2 separate regions of the Bos taurus genome follow, and region 1 is linked to region 2. A link is a contact called in public Hi-C data. All regions are on one chromosome and are shown on one strand. Each heading gives the region's core, a stretch centred on a gene start, on an enhancer-like site or on the middle of the called end of the contact. The rest is flanking DNA. Distances are from core to core; before and after follow the strand shown. Region 1 holds the start of SLC16A1 (solute carrier family 16 member 1). Region 2 overlaps LOC107132296 (a long non-coding RNA gene).

The links. A called contact is a pair of places that touch in the nucleus more often than the background predicts.
Region 1: a Hi-C map of skeletal muscle shows a contact between it and region 2, with 2.0 times the contacts expected there. The contact joins the promoter of SLC16A1 here to the enhancer-like site in region 2. A contact is called at or near these places in 2 of 11 Hi-C or Micro-C datasets (liver and skeletal muscle).

What each region holds. Positions count from the first base shown.
Region 1 is chr3:30,379,594-30,383,713 of ARS-UCD2.0, reverse strand. SLC16A1 (solute carrier family 16 member 1) reads right to left here and starts at 1,429. Exons shown (of 5, transcript NM_001037319.1): 1 at 1,278-1,429. It overlaps LOC107132296 (a long non-coding RNA gene), which reads left to right and starts at 1,536. Exons shown (of 7, transcript XR_009493889.1): 1 at 1,536-4,120.
Region 2 is chr3:30,341,088-30,345,406 of ARS-UCD2.0, reverse strand. All of the region lies in intron 4 of LOC107132296 (a long non-coding RNA gene), which reads left to right. Among named protein-coding and RNA genes, the nearest start is that of SLC16A1, 39 kb to the left of the region's middle. Within about 2 kb of position 2,071, at least 2 of the 102 cell types and tissues checked have an H3K27ac peak or open chromatin away from gene starts, as enhancers often do. A contact at or near this core is called in skeletal muscle, where this site is marked.

The DNA.
Region 1 (4,120 bases), core at 180-2,679, 39 kb before region 2:
TAATACCCAATACCTGTTTTAAGGGCTAAATGTCTTAAACTATTTATTTTCTCTATGGCAACCTGAAGGCAAAATTGTACCCTAAGGCATAAAACTTGGTCTTATGGGTATTTTTAGTGCCTAACTAAAAAACTACACTAAAATACATATTCTCTGCATCACCTCACTGGGCTGGTAGCAGCCATCAAAATTGCTTATTAATGGCTAATTCCTACTTACACTCTAAAAAACTCACAATTCAGAGTTCACCGTATCATATTCCCCTAGTAACTATATCCACATTTGTTTTATCAGGGCACTGAGGTGTCCACATTTTATTTCAAAACCAGAATAATTTTTGGAAAAACAAGTTTCAAAACTAGTTATGACAGAGCAGATGCCAAGTATAGCACACTAGGAATCTGACTCAAGTAGTACTTTTTTGGGGGGTTAAGATTAATTACAAACTAATTTTGGCAACTGCCTGTCGCATTTGAGTCGTGACAAAGAAATGAAATGTTAAAACGCACGTGGGGAGAAAGTATGTATCTGGAACAAAAAGCGAGCATCATACCGAGTGTAATGCTATGCTTCAGACTCCTCACCTCAGGGCCGCCTTAAAGTCCCAGAGTGAGGGCGCTGCGGCGGACGTTCCGCAGCCACAGGTTGAATGACAAAGAGTTCCCGTCAGCACGACTCCGGGAGTCTGCCAGTTGCAATGTTCCCTCGGCAAAGTCCACTCAAACCCTGCAGTCACGTCTTGGCTACGGGGACTGCAGTTCCCCCGAGCCACTGCCGCAAGTCACCAGGTGGGACAAGGATTGGCTGGCCGAGGAGGTTGGGGCGGGCGTGCCACGAGTCCAAAATAACTCCCGCCCTGAATCCCTACCCTCGGAGAACACTGCCAGCAGCTTGAAGGCACCACGTGAGTCAACCTCACGTCGTCCCTTTCCCAGATCAAGCATCTCTTGAAGAGCCTACTTAAGACTAGAGGGGAAGCGACTTTCCCAAGGTCACCGGCACCACTACCCAACTCCTCGGCCAGGCCGGTGGCCCGCACCTGACAACGGGGCCGCAGCTCTGCTGAGAGGCGCTGTCCCCAGCGCTTCAAGGTCTCCTTCAGCAACGCTGCGCTCCGAGGCCACGTGGCTGCGGCGGTCCTAAGCCCCCGCCCGGCCGTCCCCCCTCCCCTCGGAGACCAAGCCCTCCACTCCCCCACGCCTCCCTCCAAACACGCGGAGGAAGCAAGGACACCGCAGGGTCCCCGCCAAGCACGCAACTGGCCGTTAACAACTAACCGTTATACGCGGCTCGCGGCGCCTAGCGTGAGCGTGACGCGGCGGCGCGGCTGGAGTTTTCGCTGGGCCCACGGTCCAGGTCGCGTCCTTTGCCGGCTGCCTAGTTCGCTCGTCCGAGCACCCACGCGCCCGGCTAGTCACGTAGCAGCTCGCCAGCACTTTGTCGGGCCCGGCCCGCGAGGCTGCCTTATAACCCGGGGCCGGAGCATGCGCACAGGGGGTGGAGTTGGCCCTCACGGCCACCGCCCCCTCCCCCCTACACTTACACCCGAACCGCGACTCGCGCCTCCACAGCTCTCAGGCGCGCGCCCGCAGAGTCGCTTTCTCTCGCTCGCGCGCGCTGGCGCCCCCCTCCCCGCCACGTGACCCGCGGCCCGGCAAGACCCGCGCGCGGCGCCCCCGCTATGCGGCAGGGACCTTGTAGCCGCGCTCCTCTGCGGAGTCTCCCCTTCGGCCCGCCGTCGGAGGACCTCGGGGTAATCTACTCGCATCTGGGACACCAGCGTCGATCTCACCCTTAGTCTAACTGCCAAGGATGGATTGGGCGTGCAGCCTGGGGCCTGACTCAGGTGTGGGGGGCGATGGTGCGCGGAGAAGCTGGGAACTGACTGGAAGTGAGGGATTGGGCGGGGTTTGAATGGACGCGGGTGCATCTCGGACCGGGGAAGAGGCCGAAAGCCGGCAGTTTAGAGCGCGGGCTGCGGCCTCGCTTCTTGAGATCAGTGACCTCGGGGAAGTCACTCAAATCCTCAGGGCCTGCTTCCTGCTCTCTGAAATGAAAACAGTAATACAGGCGACCTCATAAGGGCTTTTGGTGATTTTGATGAGAGAATTTATGGAACTTTTTTACATTTGATGAATGGTGAGTATGAACACAGAAGACGGGAGAAAAGAGCTGGTCTGACGGTGGTGACACTGGCCCCACGAGAGGATCTGTGTGTCGGAAATATGAAGAAATGAGACTGCAGAGAGGCCAAATTTTTATGGACGCTGAGGGTTTGGAACAAAATATAATTATAATTAAAGGTTCTGAAGGGCCGATTATATACTTAGCAGTTCACCTGAACTATCCTCAGGACCCTATGATGTTGAAGTGATCAAACTGAATAAACATGGAGTGCCTCTGATGTCCGAGACTTTTGAGAAGTACCGAAAATGTATGGATCAAGGCGCCTAACAAAGATTTTGGGGGGAGGTCGAGTCAGATGGAGATAAACCAACGTTGACCAGCACAGGAAGCCTGCGTTCCTCTCCTCCCCTCACCCCTCCTTACTTAATTCTCTTTACAATCCCGAGTGGTTCAGCCTTTTGTTTTGCAAATGAAGAATCTAGATTGTAATGGAATGGGCCCTGAGGGATACGATTCTGAAAGTTTCCAAATACTTTCTCCCTCTCACCCACTCCGCCTCTGTTTCAGGCTAGAAAAAGTTTTCAGTAACAGTTAAACATGTTAGAAAACAGCATGGAATCTACAGCCAAGTGCTACTTATGAGCAATAATTGCTTTTTACCTTTGATAAATACAGAGAAGGAAGGCTGTTCAGGTCCTTCAGTTGGTCAGGACTTCAGCAGCACTTCAGGACTGTGACGGGTATAAGCAGCATTCAGGGTAGATGGAAGAGAGTTAGGAAGACAAACTAGGACTGGTTCAGATATGAACTGTCAGGACCTGAACGGTGGAATGTAGGAGGAGCATAGTATGGTAGATTCACAATATGGACCCAGGATCAGATCTGAATTCGAGCTTGAATACTTGGCACTTACCACGTCTTTGTCCTTAGGTAAATCACCCCCGCTCCCACGCCCCCGCCGCTGCTCTGAGCCTCATTCATTCTCTGCTTTGTAAAACAAGGACAGTACCTTCCTCATAAGGTTGTTATAATAATAAAATTAATATTTACTTTAGTGTCTGGCATATAGTAAGAACTAAATAAATGTATAACTAGGGGAAACTGTGAAATTGAATGCTAAAGATTAACCCTAAAGTTCCCTCACTTGGTCCTAACAGTGTAGTCACAGGATCATACTTAGTGATGTATTGTACTTTTGTATTCCTTTTCTTGAAGATGTCCACCAAAAATATATATACCACAAGCCCCATAAAATCTGGATCTGCCCCTAGTAGGCTTTCTAATGTGAAAAGAATACAGGCTTTGGAATCAAAAGACTTGTTCCCAAAACTTATCCCTGTTACTTTGGGCAATTAATTCACTGACCTATTCTGGGCCTGTTTTTTTTAACCAGGTAATTTGAAGATAGTATCCATCAATCTGAATTGTTGTGACAGTCAGGTAAGATAGTATTTGCAAAAGTGATTGGTGGAACTTGATAAGTGCCCTATAAATGTTTATGAATTAATATTATAATTTTTCCACAAAGTTTATAAAAGGCAAAGATAAAAAGCAACTCCATTGACATATATACACTACCATGTGTAAAACAGATAGTGGGAAGCTGCTATATAACACAGCAGGCTCAGCTTGGTGCTCTGTGATGACCTAGAGGTGCAGGATGGGGGGAGAGGGAGGGAGGTTCTAGAGGGAGAGAGAGAGATGTATACTTATAGCTGACTCACATTGGTGTACAGCAGAAACCAACAACAGTGTAAAGCAATTATCCTCCAATTAAAAAAAAAGCGATTCCAAGATTCTTAGCTGAAAAAGTAAAAACTGGGGTGGGTGAGCTGGCAAAAGTGATGAAATGGTACAGGTAAAATTCTTGCTTTTCTGCCAGGTTTTCTTCCTGATTAATCCATGAGACATTGAAGAGGTAAACTAGTAAGTGTAAAATCAGAAATTTAGAGCTGAGAGGAGGTTGAAAATCATTTAGCATAACTCCCTAATT
Region 2 (4,319 bases), core at 822-3,321:
AGTTAGAAACTTAGGCAACATAGACTTGATGCTTCCAGAATGAAGTCCATATTTCACTTGCAAATCTCTCATTGCAGAAGTGGTTTTAGTCTAGTGAACCTGCAAAAAGACTGTAGAAGGGAGGCCAACATAATTAAATGCCCTGACACCACCACCACCTCCATAAGAGGAAGTCCAGAGCTGAAGAACAAAAGGAGATTTGTTATAGTTGATTGCTAGATTTTTTTATAGATCCTAGTTTTAGGGTACCAATGGGAGTGCTGCATAGTGACCTTTCTAATAGTCCCAGGAAAGCAAAGAAGACACTAGCTACATCTTTCCTAGATGATTGACATGTAGATAACCCAGTCTATAATCTTTCTACCACACTCTTGGGTCTGAGAACCCTGTCATTTCCTAACCTCTGCTGTGTGGCTGTCCACCTACTTTGGGAACCTCTAACCAGTATCCAAGGAGTTGGTCTCATCCCAGTAACTCTCTCTTGCTGCTCCCAGTGGCTCATCCTCTGAGTCTGAGTTATTTAGTCCAAAAAAACCAAATGCTTCAGATATCTCTCACAGAATAGTCCAAGTGGGCACATGGGTCCTCCAAGTATGATTCCTACTTAAGTCTCCTCACCACTGTGAGTAGCAAATATGTCTCTTTATCTTTAAAATTGACCAGCCAGTTACTGCTGGAACACAGATGCATACACATATACATACCTTTCAAGGGCAAATGTTAGATCACAGAAACAACATAAAATCTAAACTAAAGCTCTTAACCTGCTTATAAAGGGAATTCATCCCACAGATATGTCTCATTAGAATGGTGTTCTGTTGTTGCTGTTTTAAATAATTTCTTATGTCTTCAGAAAGTGTCAGTCACTCAGTCATGTCTAACTCTTTGCAACCCCATGGGCTGTAGCCCACCTGGCTCCTCTGTCTATGGAATTCTCCAGGCAAGAATACTGGAGTGGGTAGCCACTCCTTTCTCCAAGGGAATCTTCATGACCCAGGAATCGAACCTGGGTCTCCTGCATTGCAGGCAGATTCTTCACCATCTGAGAGGAGGCATGCAATTCCCATTTCCCCTCGTGAGGATAGAGTTTAATAATTTAAAATTTTCTTCTATCATGCCACCAAACATTTTTATTTGTTCAACAAATATTTATTGAGCTTCAACTTTAAGTCTGGAGAAGGGCATGGCAACCCACTCCAGTATTCTTGCCTGGAGAAGTCCATGGACAGAGGAATCTGGCAGGCTATAGTCCATGGGGTCACAAAGTGTCAGACAAAACTGAGCGACTAACACACACACAACTTTAAGTCAGGCATACTCATACTCAGAATAGGGTAATGAGCAAAACAAAGCTCCCTGCCCTCATGAAGCTTACGTTCTAGTAAAGGAAACAATTTCAATATCCATGGTAAAGAGCCTATTGTTAATGTCTATAATACTGAAGATTTAATATACTCTGGATTTAATTCAGAATTATATGCATGCACATTTTCCATGTAACCAGGAGATTTTATCTCAACTCATAGTAATTGCATGTTATTAAATATCCATTTAGTAAGGAAATGTTCAAACATACCCAGTCTGAAGGGCCAACTCATTGGAAAAGACCCTGACGCTGGGAAAGATTGAAGGCAGGAGGAGAAGGGGACAACAGAGGATGAGATGGTTAGATGGCATCATTGACTCAATGGACATGAGTTTGAGCAAACTCCAGGAGATGGTGAAGGACAGGGAAGCCTGGCATGCTGCAGTCAGTGGGGTTGCAAAGAGTCGGGCACGACTGAGTGACAGAACACTACCACCATCCAGTCTATGACCAGTTAACTCAATAGACAGAGAATATTAATGCCATCAAGGTCATTATATTTGGGCTTATTTTATGTGCAAATTAGTTAATACCCTTCAGCCTCATAGCCACAGACTACTTTGCTAACTGGTCTTTCTGCAGAGGCCTGCAGTTGGCAAGAGCAATGAAGGAACGATAGATTAGGTGTCCATTAGCACCTCTGGGAAAACAGTTTAGCATTCGCTTCCTGATGATAGTGTTCCAAGAGGCATGGCAGGACAATAGTGTCATTGTGATAAATATGGCCCAGGGCAGTCTTCACACTGAAAATTCTCCAGGTTCCCTTCAGCCCCCACCAGCCAGGCGAATCACGAGAGAATTCTTTTCCTTGGATGAGATTCTTGGGATGGAATTTGCAGTCCTTTCATTTCTGTGTTGCTTCTGTGGTATTGTCTTGTCTTCAAGAGAGTTTCTGAATTAAACTGCTGATGCAAATAATTTAAGAATGACAAATGAGTTGTTCTGAGAATTTAAGCTGATGCCTTCTGGTATGTTTGAAGGGCCTGGCTGCTAAGGTTCCATGTATGTGAAGTATTAGGAATGAGTTCATTAGAAAAAGAGAGAGCCCATTAAAAGGAGAGAGGTAGGGTTGGGAAAGAAGAGTGATTCTGGGCACAGACCAGATTCATATTTGAACCCTAGGGAAAGGGAACTAAAATCAAGGGCATGCAAAACCCAAGAGTCCATTCCATAAAATCTCTATGAGCCCTTCCAGATCAGCTGTGTCACTGTGTGAAAGAAACTGAGGGTGAAGAGTGATTTTGCCAGTTGGAATTTCTGTTGTAAGAGTCTGTAATGGCCAGTATCAGGCCCCCACCTCCGAAAACAAAAGCAGAGGCAGCACCATCCTCAATGAGCACTGGCAACGTAGCACAGACACCAGTGGTTTCAGGTGCTTTGGGGCCTGTCATCAGTGTGTGTGTACAGGTTGCCTTTAGAATGGCAGGAGATTATGCCGAAGTGAATCAGAGAATCAGGAGAGTACATGCAGGGGTGGCTAAGTGCAGTAGTCAAGACTGATTCCAAAAAAAAAAAAAAAAAAAAGACTGGTTCCACAGATTTCTCACTGCCAGAGAAGTGAGCTGTGACATGGAAAGGGGGAAGGCTAAAATGAACCCTGCAATACTGGGCTGGAATTGGAATTATTGATAAGAGCACATTGTTTTATAAGTGTGTGAGAGAGAGAGAGAGAGAACAAGCGAGCCTGAGCCTGTACTCTGAGAGAACCTACAAGTTATGACACAGCAGTATGAAATAGTACACTTAGAACATTAATTTTTCTAAATACTTTTCTCCACTACAGAAACCAGGATTTCTTAGGTAAGTGGCTTACTTCAGGGCCCGGGCTAGGAAAATATAAGAAAAACCTGAAATATATTGTGTCATAAAGTCAGGAAGCTTAAAGAATTTTGGAGACATGTCAAAAGGACAGTTGGAAAGGACTGCTGCTGTTGCTGCTGCTAAGTCGCTTCAGTCGTGTCTGACTCTGTGTGACCCCAGAGACGGCAGCCCACGAGGCTCCCCCATCCCTGGGATTCTCCAGGCAAGAACACTGGAGCGGGTTGCCATTTCCTTCTCCAATGCATGAAAGTGAAAAGTGAAAGTGAAGCCGCTCAGTCGTGCCCGACTCTTAGCGACCCCATGGACTGCAGCCTACCAGGCTCCTCTGCCCATGGGGTTTTCCAGACTAGAGTACTGGACCACCACTATGCAAATCAGGGACAATTTTAGCATCATAATAGTGTCAATAACAGATACCCACTGAATAAAATAAGAATTTATGCATCATAATGGTATAAATAAATTGGCAAACAAATCATAGAGAAGAGAACATTTTTCCTTGTGGTAGAATGCCAACTAAAAAATACAGTGGGAATGATAGAATTATAAAAATCCCCATTTGGCAATCACTATAGTAACACTGACTCTGGCAAGAGTCATCAATGGATACTAAAACTAGTGGGTAAAGTTTGTTGAGAAACAAAAAGTTTATGTAGTCTCAAAGTATCTCCCTATGAAATAATTAACTTTAAAGGAAAAATAGTAATTTTAAAATAGAGACACCTGGCAGGCTCTACCTTAACAAATCATTTAAAAAGAACAATTCAACTCCTAATATTACATACTCAGATCACATCACTTCTGTGTTATTCCTGCTTAGAATGCGTAACCTGAAGCTAATCATGAGGAAACATCCAACAACCCAAGTTGAGGAACTCTCTACAAAATAACTGACTTGTAACTCTTCAAATATTTCAAGGTCACGAAAGAAAGAATGTGGAAAATTTCTTCCGGATTAAAGGAGACTAAAGATACTTGACAACATAATGCAATGTATGATTTGTATTTTTCTTTTACTCTAATGGACATTATTGGAACAATTGAGCAAAATTTGAATGAATTTATAGATTAGATAATATTATTAAATCAGTATTGACTTCTTAATTTCCATAATTGCACTGTGGTTATGAAA